2 separate regions of the Mus musculus genome follow, and region 1 is linked to region 2. A link is a contact called in public Hi-C data. All regions are on one chromosome and are shown on one strand. The core of a region is the stretch at or near the end of the contact, and the rest is flanking DNA. Distances in the headings are between cores, read along the strand shown. Region 1 has its middle 38 kb from the start of Gm52779. Region 2 overlaps Lnx1 (ligand of numb-protein X 1).

Region 1 (5,558 bases), core at 2,005-4,504, 280 kb before region 2:
CCAGTCACTCAATGGAGGAGAATCTGAGTTCCTTCCCTGACACAACCCAAGCACGCGGTGTATTTTCTACTGCTCAGACCCTCTGAGAAACCTGCCCACTTTAGCTGCCCTGCTTCCTGCCTTGTTGCTTGGACTTCAGCGACCGGGTTTCTTGGTTTGTGTGCAGTCTTTGAATAAAGATCTTTTTTTTAATGATCTTTTACCAGCTAATGGTGGGGCCCACCAGCTCCTCCCATCTCCATGCCTGAATGGTGACCTCATTGACCTGCGCAGATCTTATGTAGGCAGCTCACAGCGCGAGTTCATTCGTGCAGTGGTCAGCTCCTGTGGAGAAGACGCTGCTCCACTGTGATCCTCTCTGACCTTGGGCTTTTATAGTCTTTCTGCCTCCACTCCTACAATGTTCCCCGAGCCTGAGCTACTAGAGTGGAGTATGATACAGATGTCTCATTTATGACTGAATTGTGATCTTTAAAAATAGCTTTATTGATGATTTGGGAATTTCACACACTGTATGATTATAACTATCTCACTCCTAGTCCTAACTCGATCCTCCCCCACTTCCATGTGCTCTTAAGTCCCCCCAACTTCATGTGCTCTTAAAATAAGATAGCCTACTGAGTATAGTTTGTTCCATCCATTGGAATGTGATCTACCTTTAAGGGAAACTAAATCCAGGTATGGAGGTGCACACCTTTATTTCCTGCAGTTAGGAGGCAGAAGTAGGTGGATATCTATGAGTTCAAGGCCAGATTGGTTTACACAATGAGTGGCCAATACTGTTTACACAACATGTGGCCATGGTAGGCTCCATGGTGAGACCCTGTCTCAAGCCAGTCAATCAATTCATCAACCAGTCAGCCTACCAATCAATAGATCAATCAATCAATCAATCAACCAATCAATCAATCAATCAATCAATCATCAATCAGTCAGTCAAGCCAACTGAGAGAAAGAGACTCTTTCTCTCCTACGAACCATTATTATCCACAGTTTCTCAGCGATGGAAGGGGCTTGTGAGAATTCTGTGTGCAGGTCATGTGCAGATACACACCGGTGCTATAAGTCATGAGTGTAGTGGTCCTACCATGTCCAGGAGGCACCGCTTTGGTTGGGCACTCTCCAGTCTCTGGCTCTTGCCAGCTTCCATGGTAGTCTTCCAGATGAGAGTATGGGTGGTAGAGATGTTCCATTTGTGGCTGAGCACGGCACACTATTGTCTGCACTTTGGCCACTTGTGAATCTCTGCTTTACCTGCCGTGCACTGCACAGACACTTTTCTTATGAGGTCTGAGGGCTACACTGCCCCTGAGCAGGAAGATGCAAATTTTGAGGGAAGTTTGATTCTCTGTCCATTTAGCAGAATAAACATAGCAGGTTCAGCCTCTGAGGCCTGTGACCTCAGCTACCCTAGATAGGTTCTTGGCCAGATTAAAGTACCAGGCCTGTGTTTGTTTTCCTGGATTGGGCCTTAAATCAAATAAGGAACTGATTGGTTGTCATTATAACATAGATGTCACTATTCGTACCCATGGGCATATCTTGCCATACCCATTATTGTGGTTCATGGCATTCGTGGTGGGGACACTACTGATGACTTCTTTCCCCTATGACCTGAACAGTCCTCCCAGAACTATGAGAGCTGGCCAGCAGGGATGAGTCTTCCCTGTTGGTGCCAATGTGAGTTCCCCTTGTCCAGTGACTAATGTGTACAGTGTCTTCAGCACTAGGCCAGCAGCAGCAGGTTCTACTAAGCAATCAAGAACAAGGGCAATAGTCTGCAGAGTTTGGTCTTTGGCGGGGGTGGGTGGGGTTGGGTGGGTGAGGTATCATTTCTAAGATATCTCATTAGATGAGCTCACTCCCCCAGGTGGGGGTCACAGGGTCCTCCACACATAGGCACCATTCCTTCTTTGCTAAGCACCCCACTTTGCACTCCAGTATCATGGCTACTGGCTGAGCCACTGAATAGCTCTTTTCTTCCAATTCAAACTATTGTCCCTACCACCACTGCCCTTTCCATGTTTTTTTTTTTATGGCTTTATTGATACCTGAATTCGGTTATTTAGTGGGTTGCCTTTCCCAACAGGAAGGAAGAGCCGTAAGGACAAGGACATCTCTAGCCTTTTGACTGAGCTTGGAGATTGCTCATAGCAGAAGCTCAGCGGACAGATGGCTCTACACCAAAGACTTGGGCTCCAGTGGCTCATATTGGCCAAGTTAGAACCACTGGTTGGGAGACCCTAGCATCATCTCACAAGTTCAGGAGAGACCCTGTTCTGGAAAGGCTTTTCCATGGGCTCCAATGCTTACAACCCAGACTATGGAGGCTTGCCAAAAGGGTGCGGTACCCAAGTCATCAGCATCCTGTTGAGTCCCCGTGGTTTCCCTTTTGGTACCTGATGTAAAGGTGGTGCCTACAGAAGGGGCGGGAACACTCTACACGGTCCCCAGAAGCTGGGACTCTGTTTCATTCATTTCAACCATCTCTCTTTTAATTGGCTATTTACAAATGGTTGAGTCAGACATCCCACCCTGCCTCCTCCATTGGTTGGGGACTGGGGGCGGGGGTGGGGTGGGGTAGAGATGTGGTTTATATTAGTGCCCTGGAGAAAGTTCATGCCCTCTGGGACGAGCATGTCCATGAAATGGCAGCGTGATTAATGGTTTGTTTATAGCACTGACATCCAGCCTGTCAGGACCCTTCAGTGGCCTTTGATGTAAAACACACTGAGAGGCCCTGGGACCTCCTTATCTCCTCTGAGGAGAGAAATCAGAAATGAAGAATGGTGGGCTGGGGCTCAGAGTGCTGGCCTCCAGGGGTCTGAATGGTTAAAACAGATAAGAGCCAGAGATGGGGGGGCCCAAGGGGACCTAGAGGGTGGGCAGTGCTCAGCAGGGACTCCTGTTGTCTTATCTCTCCCTCCTCTCCCTCCTCCCCCTCTTTCCTCCCCCCTCCTTGTTCTTCCTTAGCGCCTCGAGGTCTACAGAGCTTCCTCAAGTCTCACAGACTAATGATCTCACAAGTTCCACCCCGACGTCACCAGGAATAAAGTGATGGCCATTTTATTTCTGAGGGCCAGTGGGTGGGCAGTAGCAAAGGCCTAGTCCTGGACCATTAATGATAATTTAAAGCCCCCTGGAGCCTACTCGAAGGAGCCATGTTTCTTTAAGAGAGCAGAAGAGTCTGAAATGGTTCCCCAGTTTCCCCAGGTCAGGGGACAGAGTTTGCAAACAGGCGTCCTATGGGCAGAGTCCAGCTCACAGCTGTATTTTGTTTGGCTGTAGAGAAAGGGACAACTTTGTAGCGGTTGCCAGTGTTTAACAATAAGATCTCAGTTTCACATAAAAGTTCAAATTCCTTCTGTCTTCTGAAGAAAACAATAAATAGAAAACTGGAGCTCTGAGGTTGCTGGGTCTTTACTCCCTCACAGTGACGGGGACTGAAAAGATGCTGGCCTCCTTCAAAGGAGAACAGCCCTGTGTCCACTGTCCCCGCCACACGATCTGCTGTGGCCACTGTATTGTTCACAGTTGCAATTCATCCCAACAGTCGAACTGTTGTTTCTTTCAACCCTAGCTTGCTGTGCTCATTTTTTTGGTGAATTATATAATCTAAATTCTTTGAAGCTCTAAGAAAAAAAACCACCATTTTGTTACTACAATGGGCTGGCCAAAACTAACCTAACAGGGTCTCTGTGATGTTTATAAGAGATGCCATTAAGTGCTTAGCTCAATGCTGGAATTGTCAAACGTCTTCAGTAAGTGCTTGTGGCTCTGCTGGAGGCCAGCATGCAGTGAGACCTTCCATTAAGTGAAAACACTCTTGAAGTCACTTGTTGATTTTAAAGCTGTCATTAAAAAATATGAACATTTTAGGAAAGCCTTTTTACCTTTATTTCCAAAGATCCATTGACCTTTCAATATTCAAATGCAGCCCCTGGATCTGGGCATTCCCGAATATCTTTAAAAGATTGATTTTAACTATGTGTATTGAATGTGTTTGTATCTCTGTGTGGGTTTGCACACATGAGTGAAGGTGCCCACAGAGGCCAGGAGAGGGCGCCAAAGCCACTGGAGCTGGAGTTACAGGCAGCTGTGACTGTCTTCCAGGTGCTGGGAGCTGAACTCTGAAAGAGAAGCATCTATTCTTAACTGCTGAGACATCTCCCTAAATGCCTATTAAAGAAAGTTTGAAGCGAGTATGGGGGCCTATGCTTGTCATTCCAGTACTAGAGAAGTTGAGGCAGGAGGATTGTCATAAGTTTAAGACCAAGGCTAGCCTTTGGCTCCATAGTGAGTTTCAGGCCAGGTTAAATTATATAAATGCGATCTCATGTGCGTGCGCATGTGCACACAACACACACACACACACACACACACACACCATACTCTGATCTCCAGATAACACTCACATGTTCTGTGTCTTCTAAGGCCAGAATATGAGACACACTGAAAACTTGGAAAACTTCCATTCTGACTTCAGAATGGGTTTGTAGTATGCCAGCTACGCCTGCAAGTAGACACAAGAGGATGTAGTCTATAAAGATGGCATGGGAAGGTGCTTTCCTATAGCCCTCTGGCTGCCATTTCTAGTTTCCTGTGGAATAAATGAGGCAAGGGTGACCTACAGTACGTCAAATGAGTCATAAGCCACAAGGAGACACCGGGACCTCAGACATGTGACTTCCAGCAGCTTTCTGTTTGCCTTCTTATTTTGTATTGCCTCAGCTGCTCCTTCCCAGCCCATTGCCTGCAGCCTGGGAATCCAGGGGCAGAGCTCGCTGCAAGGTGATGCATACATTGTTGCAATTGGTCTTTCCCATCGCCACAGCGCCAAGCATAGATGCAAGAGACAGGCAAGTTTGTTTGGAATCAGATCCACCCTAAAGTGATTGCCAGTTCTTAATGGTGTTTTCACCGCTATTTCCCTGGTAGAAAGAGCTAGGCACTTCTGGATGCTGGCCTCTGGGATCTCAGTTTCCATTGTGAGGTGATGTGCCTCAGTGTGTCTCAATGTGTATCGGTCTGAGTGCTTTGGCTGCAAGCAACAGATACATTGTATATAGTTCTATAGTACATTGTATATAGTTCTATGATCGCATCTGCCAGGAGGTCTGGTGGTAGGCTCAATTCTTACCAAGTTCTGAACCTTTTGTAGCTGAGTGGGTTACTTTCCCAAGCGTGACCACATGAGAGACCTATAACCAAACTCCAGGAATAGAAAGAAAACAATATGCCCATGCAACACCTTGTTCTGGGCCCCAGGTAAAGCCATGTGTTGAAAGGTAGCTGGTGGCTCGGATAAGAGTACTTCACATGAAAACTTGTTCCTGACACGGGTGGGAAAAGAAGAGTCAGCTGAGAGTGTGTTGACATCTGTCTGGTGAGAGAGAGAGAGAGAGAGAGAGAGAGAGAGAGAGAGAGAGAGAGAGAGAGAGAGACTGAGCATTCCCAGTGTGATAGAGAGCATAGGAGACTCTGGGCTGCAATGGTGGTTGCCAGGAGGATGCCCAGGGCTGCGGAGATATGCTCTGTGTTGGGTGGATAAAGCGTTG
Region 2 (5,922 bases), core at 1,162-3,661:
CCTCTGTGACCTCTGTCTTTCCAAGGGTACATAGCCTTGAGTGACCTCCTCATTTGAGTAAGGACAGGGACTCTTGGTTTCTTTGTTGTCTTTTTACACAGGTGAGGAAAAATTCGTCTGTTCCTGGGCTCCAGGTGCTGGCTTAATGCACATGAAAATAATGATTATAGTTAGAGTGTGAAAAGCATTTTACTTCATTCTCACCCAATGGCACTGTGCACAGGCTTCTGCTAAAACAGAAAAAGCCACAGACACTGCGAGTTCTATATAAACTGACAGCAAGTTAGTGCCTTTGTTTTGCCTATTGTTTTGATTTTCTTTTTTTAAAGAATTATATATATATATATATATATATATATATATATATATATATATATGAATGAATGAATACACTATAGCTGTCTTCAGCCACACCAGAATAGGGCATCAGATTCCATTACAGATGGTTGTGAGCCACCATGTGGTTGCTGGGAATTGAACTCAGGACCTCTGAAAGAGGATTCAATGCTCTTAACCACTGAGCCATCTCTCTAGCCCCTGTTTTGATTTTTCTATACTAATTTATTTATAGTGTGTGGGTGGAGGTGGCTGTGCACACCTACATACACATGTACTCACGTGCCACAGTGCATGTGACTCATGTGACTGTCAAAGGACAACTTGCAAGGGTTGGTTTTCTCCATTCACCATGAGGGTCCTAGACTGGAATTCAGCAAGTGCCTTGAGCCACTGACCCATCTTGAGGGCCCTTAAAAAGCATCTTAGACTGAAGCTGGCACATTGGCTAGACTAGTATTCTTAGTGTACACGTACCTACACACACACACACACACACACACACACACACACACGGTGCTCTAAGTGTTCTATGTGCTCAGACACCCCATGACCACGGCACATTTCCAGGTCACTGGTATCTCACTGGTGTGGCTCTCAAGATGCTCCACTGTCGACCTATTTTTCAGGAGCATATACCAAGACACACAGAAGTCACTCAACTTGTTCCAAATGACGACAGTATTGACCTTTGGGGCCACAAGAGAAAGCTGTCATATCTTAGTGTGCATATATGGTACATGTTTCCCAATATAAGTGGATCTGAAAAGACATTCTGTTCATTTCATATTGAAGCCTTTAGGTTAAATCAACATTTGTTTTCTGAGACAGGCCCTCACGTTGTAGCCTTGGCTAGCCTTAGAACTTACTGTGTAGATCAGGCTGACCTCAAACTTGCCGTGATCCTCCTACGTTTGCCTCTTAAGAGTAGTGGGCGTGCAAGTGTGCAGCAATCTGGTTCGTATGAAACTCTATAGTAAAACAATAACATGGAAAGTCACAACAGCTCTTCACGTACCAGCAAATGCTCTAAAGAGTCGTGTGTGTGTCAAAAGAATGAGAAGTGATAAAGACTGTGTGGTGGCACACGCCTTTAATCCCTGCACTCGGGAGGCAGAGGCAGGTGGATTTCTGAGTTCGAGGCTGGCCTGGTCTACAAAGTGAGTTCCAGGACAGCCAGGGCTATATAGAGAAACCCTGTCTCAAAAAAAAAAAAAAAAAAAAAAAAAAAAAAAAAAGACTGTCAATCCTAGTTCACAGCTAAGGAGAGTGATCCAGAGAGGTTAGGCAAGTAGTCCAAAGTCACACACACAAAACCACACACACACACACACACACACACACACACTGAGAGAGAGAGAGAGAGTGTGTGTGTGTGCAAGCATAGGATTTTAACTTGATGCTTCTGGCTCTTTTAACACCTTCCAAAACTGTCTTTGGGGTTGAAGGTTAAAGTCCCAGGTGTTTTATTTACTGTGCTTTGGAAAATTCATGCACAGCATCTGAGACTCCTGGCTTGGCTCTGCCGCTCCCACCACCACCACCACCACCACTTGCTCACCATGCTCTTTCCTCACGTGCCTGTGTGGCTTCGAATGCCTCCCAGCTACTGGCCAACCTGCATCCTCCATCTCCTTCCCACTGCCAATCTAACTCTTCACTCAGAAACAGGGATTAGAATCCACATGTGTCAGTCAGTGAGGACTGAAGACAAGAGTCCCAATGTCCTAGTTCAATGTACAGAGAATATTCTTAAATCCTACAATCTCTAGACAAAAAATTTTGATCGAATTCTTTCAGGTCCTGTCTAGGACAATTTTGGCAGTTTAAAAACGTTTTTAACCCTTCAAAGCCACAAGGATCTCATTGGTCTGGCTCTAAGGGACATCATTTAAGAGTGTGAGGCTGGGCATGAATGTCTCTTCCTCTGCATCCTAAGTGTCTGAGCTACACAAAAGGAGCCACTTCCCAGTTAGCCTAGGCGTGACTTGTTCTCAGCAGTTGGTGTCCCCTCTAAATACTTCTGTTCCAACTGAACTAGAAAACAGTGCCAGTCAGTGCTTCTGCCAGTTAGTTCTTGATCTCTAGGGCCTGTCCCTGTGGATTTTGACCTGGCTGTGAACATATGATTCCTGGGGAACTATTGAGGCCATAAATGTGCTAACCCTCAGAAGCCTGGTATTCCTCACCGACTCTGAGGCCATATTACTCCACAGCTTCCTTTCTGCACACACACACACATTCATAAAGGACTGTCTGTCACTGTGTAGCCTCAGAGTGACCTAGACAGCTACTCTGTGTCTGCCACAGCCACAAGGAGGGAGCTAAGACGTGACTCCTGGAGAAAGCTGACTCAGGTCAAATACTAAGGTTAGGCAACAGTGGCTCACTCAATCTTTGATCTTCTCTTTAGCACTGAGGTCAGTGATCCAGGTAGATGAGGAACACGTCTTAAGGAGACGGCTGTAAGACCATGACCTTGGCCTCTCCGTGCCTGTCAACCAGGTCTTTTGACTGCTGTGATTGACAGCAGTATCTGCCAGAGGGCTGATGACTACTGGGGCCTGAAAAGCAGAGTCTCAGATCTTCCTAAATGACCTCAGCAGAGGACAGAAGAGCAGATTCTATTTTTGTTCCTGGATAAGAAAGTAATGAAATCACAGTTCACTCCCTGAAGACATCAGTTCATTAGTTCGTTCCTATTCAAGCAGTAAGCATCAGCCGGAGGCTCCAGTGTGTAGAGAGATCTGTGCACAAAACCATGGGACAGCCAGAAAGTGCCGCCTCCACAATGTAATCAGAGTAGTTTAAACATTAATTGAAACAGTCTGTCAAATTAACATCGGGAACAGCCAGGTTAAGACAGCTACATGAGCCTGATAGCAAAGCCAGTTGCCAGATTATGGAGTCCAGATCGTGATATGAGAGATGGACACAGACAGCAGTAATGGAAGGCTGGATGCCATGAGAACAGTCTATAGGAATCGTGTGTTTAGTGACAATGAGGAAAAGAGAGATTGGGATAGAGTTGAATTGGAATTATTTTGTGCATGCCTTGAAGGAAATTCTGGGTTTCAGCCCAGGATGAAAAACATTCCAGTAGAGAATGCTGGCACCAAGGCAGGAAAGTGGTGCCACACACAGGGAACTGTCAACAGTTTAGCTTGGCATTCAGAGTGGCTGGAGATGCCCGTGGAGTAGATGTCTGAAACAAATACTGTTTCTGTCCATTTCAGTCTTCCCAAGGTTGTTTCACCTGATTCCAGATGGTGAAATTACAAGCATCAAAATCAACAGAGCGGATCCCAGCGAAAGCCTCTCCATAAGGCTGGTGGGGGGCAGCGAGACGCCGCTGGTCCACATCATCATCCAGCATATTTATCGCGATGGAGTGATTGCCAGAGATGGACGGCTGCTGCCAGGAGACATCATTCTCAAGGTGCCCATGAGGCGTGAGCTTGTAACCATAGGCTACAAGATTGTGAGCTGTAGGCTGTGCGTGGCACATAATTTAAGTCCTTAAAGGTTGGATGGGTAGGTGGGAAGAGCGATGGATGACTGGCGAGAAGATGGGTGGATAAGTGGGTGCATAGATGAATAAATAAAATCCTTCAGAGCCAATTGTAGTAGATGGGCAAATGGATGTTTAGATGGATGAGTGGACTGGTGGGTGGATGAATGGATGCGTAGCCGGGCAGATAAGTGGATGGGTAGATGACAAACAGGATAAATAGAATGAAATGAAGATAGATACTTTCTTTCCACAGTTACATTGATGTAAATCTCCTATGAAGAGTTCTAGTATAACACTTCTGGATCTTTCACTCTTCCCCCATCTCTCTATTTATAATCACTTCTCTTTGTATCATTGTATCTCTCTTCTCTCTGTTACTGTATCCCTTTCTGTCTTCTCTGCCTTTTTCCCTTCGACTTTGTTTCGGTGGTCCCTCTTTTCTTTCTCCAATTCTTACTTTTCTTCTCTTCCTCTTCTTGATCCTTCTGTGGCCTTCCTTTTAAAAGAAATATTAGGAGAAAATAAGATGGCGCATAGATTCTTTCTTAAATTATAAAGCAGATTAATGGGAACTGTTGTATTTGATCTAATTGTGTTCAGATGCCTTTCTGAAGAAAATCTCCTGTGGCTTAATGGCCACAGAAGTCGCATGACCCAGAGGCATTCCAGGGGAGGCAGGAGTGGAATGACCTGGCTTGGGCATACTGTCCTCTGAGGCATGGTTGAGAAGAGAGACTTTCCAGAAGAATTTTCTGGACAGAAAGGAGGGGGGTGGGGTGGGAGACTGTTTATCAGACAGATGTCAAATGTGAGCCAGCAGGACTAGAATTCCCTCCCTATGCCTCTACTTCTTATCTGATACTCAGATAACAGCTCCATCCCACCCTTTGCAGGCAGCAGAGGGACAATCCCTGTCTCCGCATGAGCTGTTTGTTTGGCAAACTAATTGGAATAAGAGGAGAAATAATTGAAACCAGTTACTGTAGAAATGTTGACATTCCCACTGGTGGCTGGGATGTGGCACAAGCAGGGCCCATCACTTTAGTGGGCCACAACCATCAGGACCCCAGTCACAGTGGGAGGTTTTTCTCCCTGCTCCCATGGGGACTACTGCCTGGGAGGGCTGCATAGGAAAGTTCTCTTTGTTGGCTCTGAGCTGGAGGCCCTTGCAGATAAAAGGAATGCCAAGAACTATCACCAGGTGACCCTGACTTCTCTTGACCCTAGGAATAATGGGATGGCAGGCTCTGCCACCTTCCGGGCAATGTTCCCTTGGACAAGGGGGTGCCTTGTCTTCACTGAAGGAGCCCCATCTACCTCTGAGCTGGAGCAGGAGGTGACTGACCTCAAATAAGGCCAGTGTGCCTCTAACAATGGCTTCAAGTACAAAAAAATCGTAGCAAATTCTAGAAACTGAAGAAACGTCTTGCTCGTTGTGGGGCCCTTTCCTTAAGCAGCGCAGGGCTGCTGGGAACTGTTTCCTTCCAGGGCAGTGACAAACACTGGGGCTACAGCCTCCAGGCTGGGCCTGTGGAGCCAGGATAATTAAAGCCAGAAAGTCAGCTGCAGCAGCAGTCCGGGAGATTATCAGAGGCCTAGCTTTGGGATATTTAAGGAGTACGAGAGAGTGGCCAGGCTTTCAGTAAATAGCCTTGAATGTTCCTTTAGCATTAATTTGTTTGGAATTATTCAAGCCCCAGGCATCCCTGTATAGTTAGAACCCAGACAAAGGATCTTGCAGACATCCATCTTGATTGGGTACCTGGCATTCCTATAAGTACACTGTCACACTCACTCACACCTACAAATACACACACAGGCACACTCAAGGATACTGTATCATACAATGGCACCCTCACACACACAAGCCAACTCACAGGTACTGTACCATACAATAACACACATGGGCTCAGGCCCACTCACACATACTATGTTATACAACATACACACTTGGGCCCACTCACACATACTATGTCATACAACACACACACACATACACGGGCCCACTCACATTCATACTCTAACATGCAAGAGCACACACACACTCACATAGATAATATAATGTGAAAACA

Evidence for each region. A called contact is a pair of places that touch in the nucleus more often than the background predicts.
Region 1: a Hi-C map of liver shows a contact between it and region 2, with 4 times the contacts expected there. The contact joins two enhancer-like sites. A contact is called at or near these places in 27 of 484 Hi-C or Micro-C datasets (adipose-derived mesenchymal stem cells, embryonic stem cells, liver and 2 more), 2 of 115 datasets of contacts at active chromatin or transcription factors (embryonic stem cells and fibro-adipogenic progenitors) and 1 of 9 other capture datasets (pancreatic islet).

Annotation. Positions count from the first base shown.
Region 1 is chr5:74,903,032-74,908,589 of GRCm38.p6, reverse strand. No RefSeq gene overlaps it. Among named protein-coding and RNA genes, the nearest start is that of Gm52779, 38 kb to the left of the region's middle. Within about 2 kb of position 3,254, at least 32 of the 459 cell types and tissues checked have an H3K27ac peak or open chromatin away from gene starts, as enhancers often do. A contact at or near this core is called in liver, where this site is marked.
Region 2 is chr5:74,621,335-74,627,256 of GRCm38.p6, reverse strand. Lnx1 (ligand of numb-protein X 1) reads left to right here. Exons shown (of 11, transcript NM_001159577.1): 5 at 3,573-3,775. Among named protein-coding and RNA genes, the nearest start is that of Gm32304, 23 kb to the left of the region's middle. Within about 2 kb of position 2,411, at least 10 of the 459 cell types and tissues checked have an H3K27ac peak or open chromatin away from gene starts, as enhancers often do. A contact at or near this core is called in liver, where this site is marked.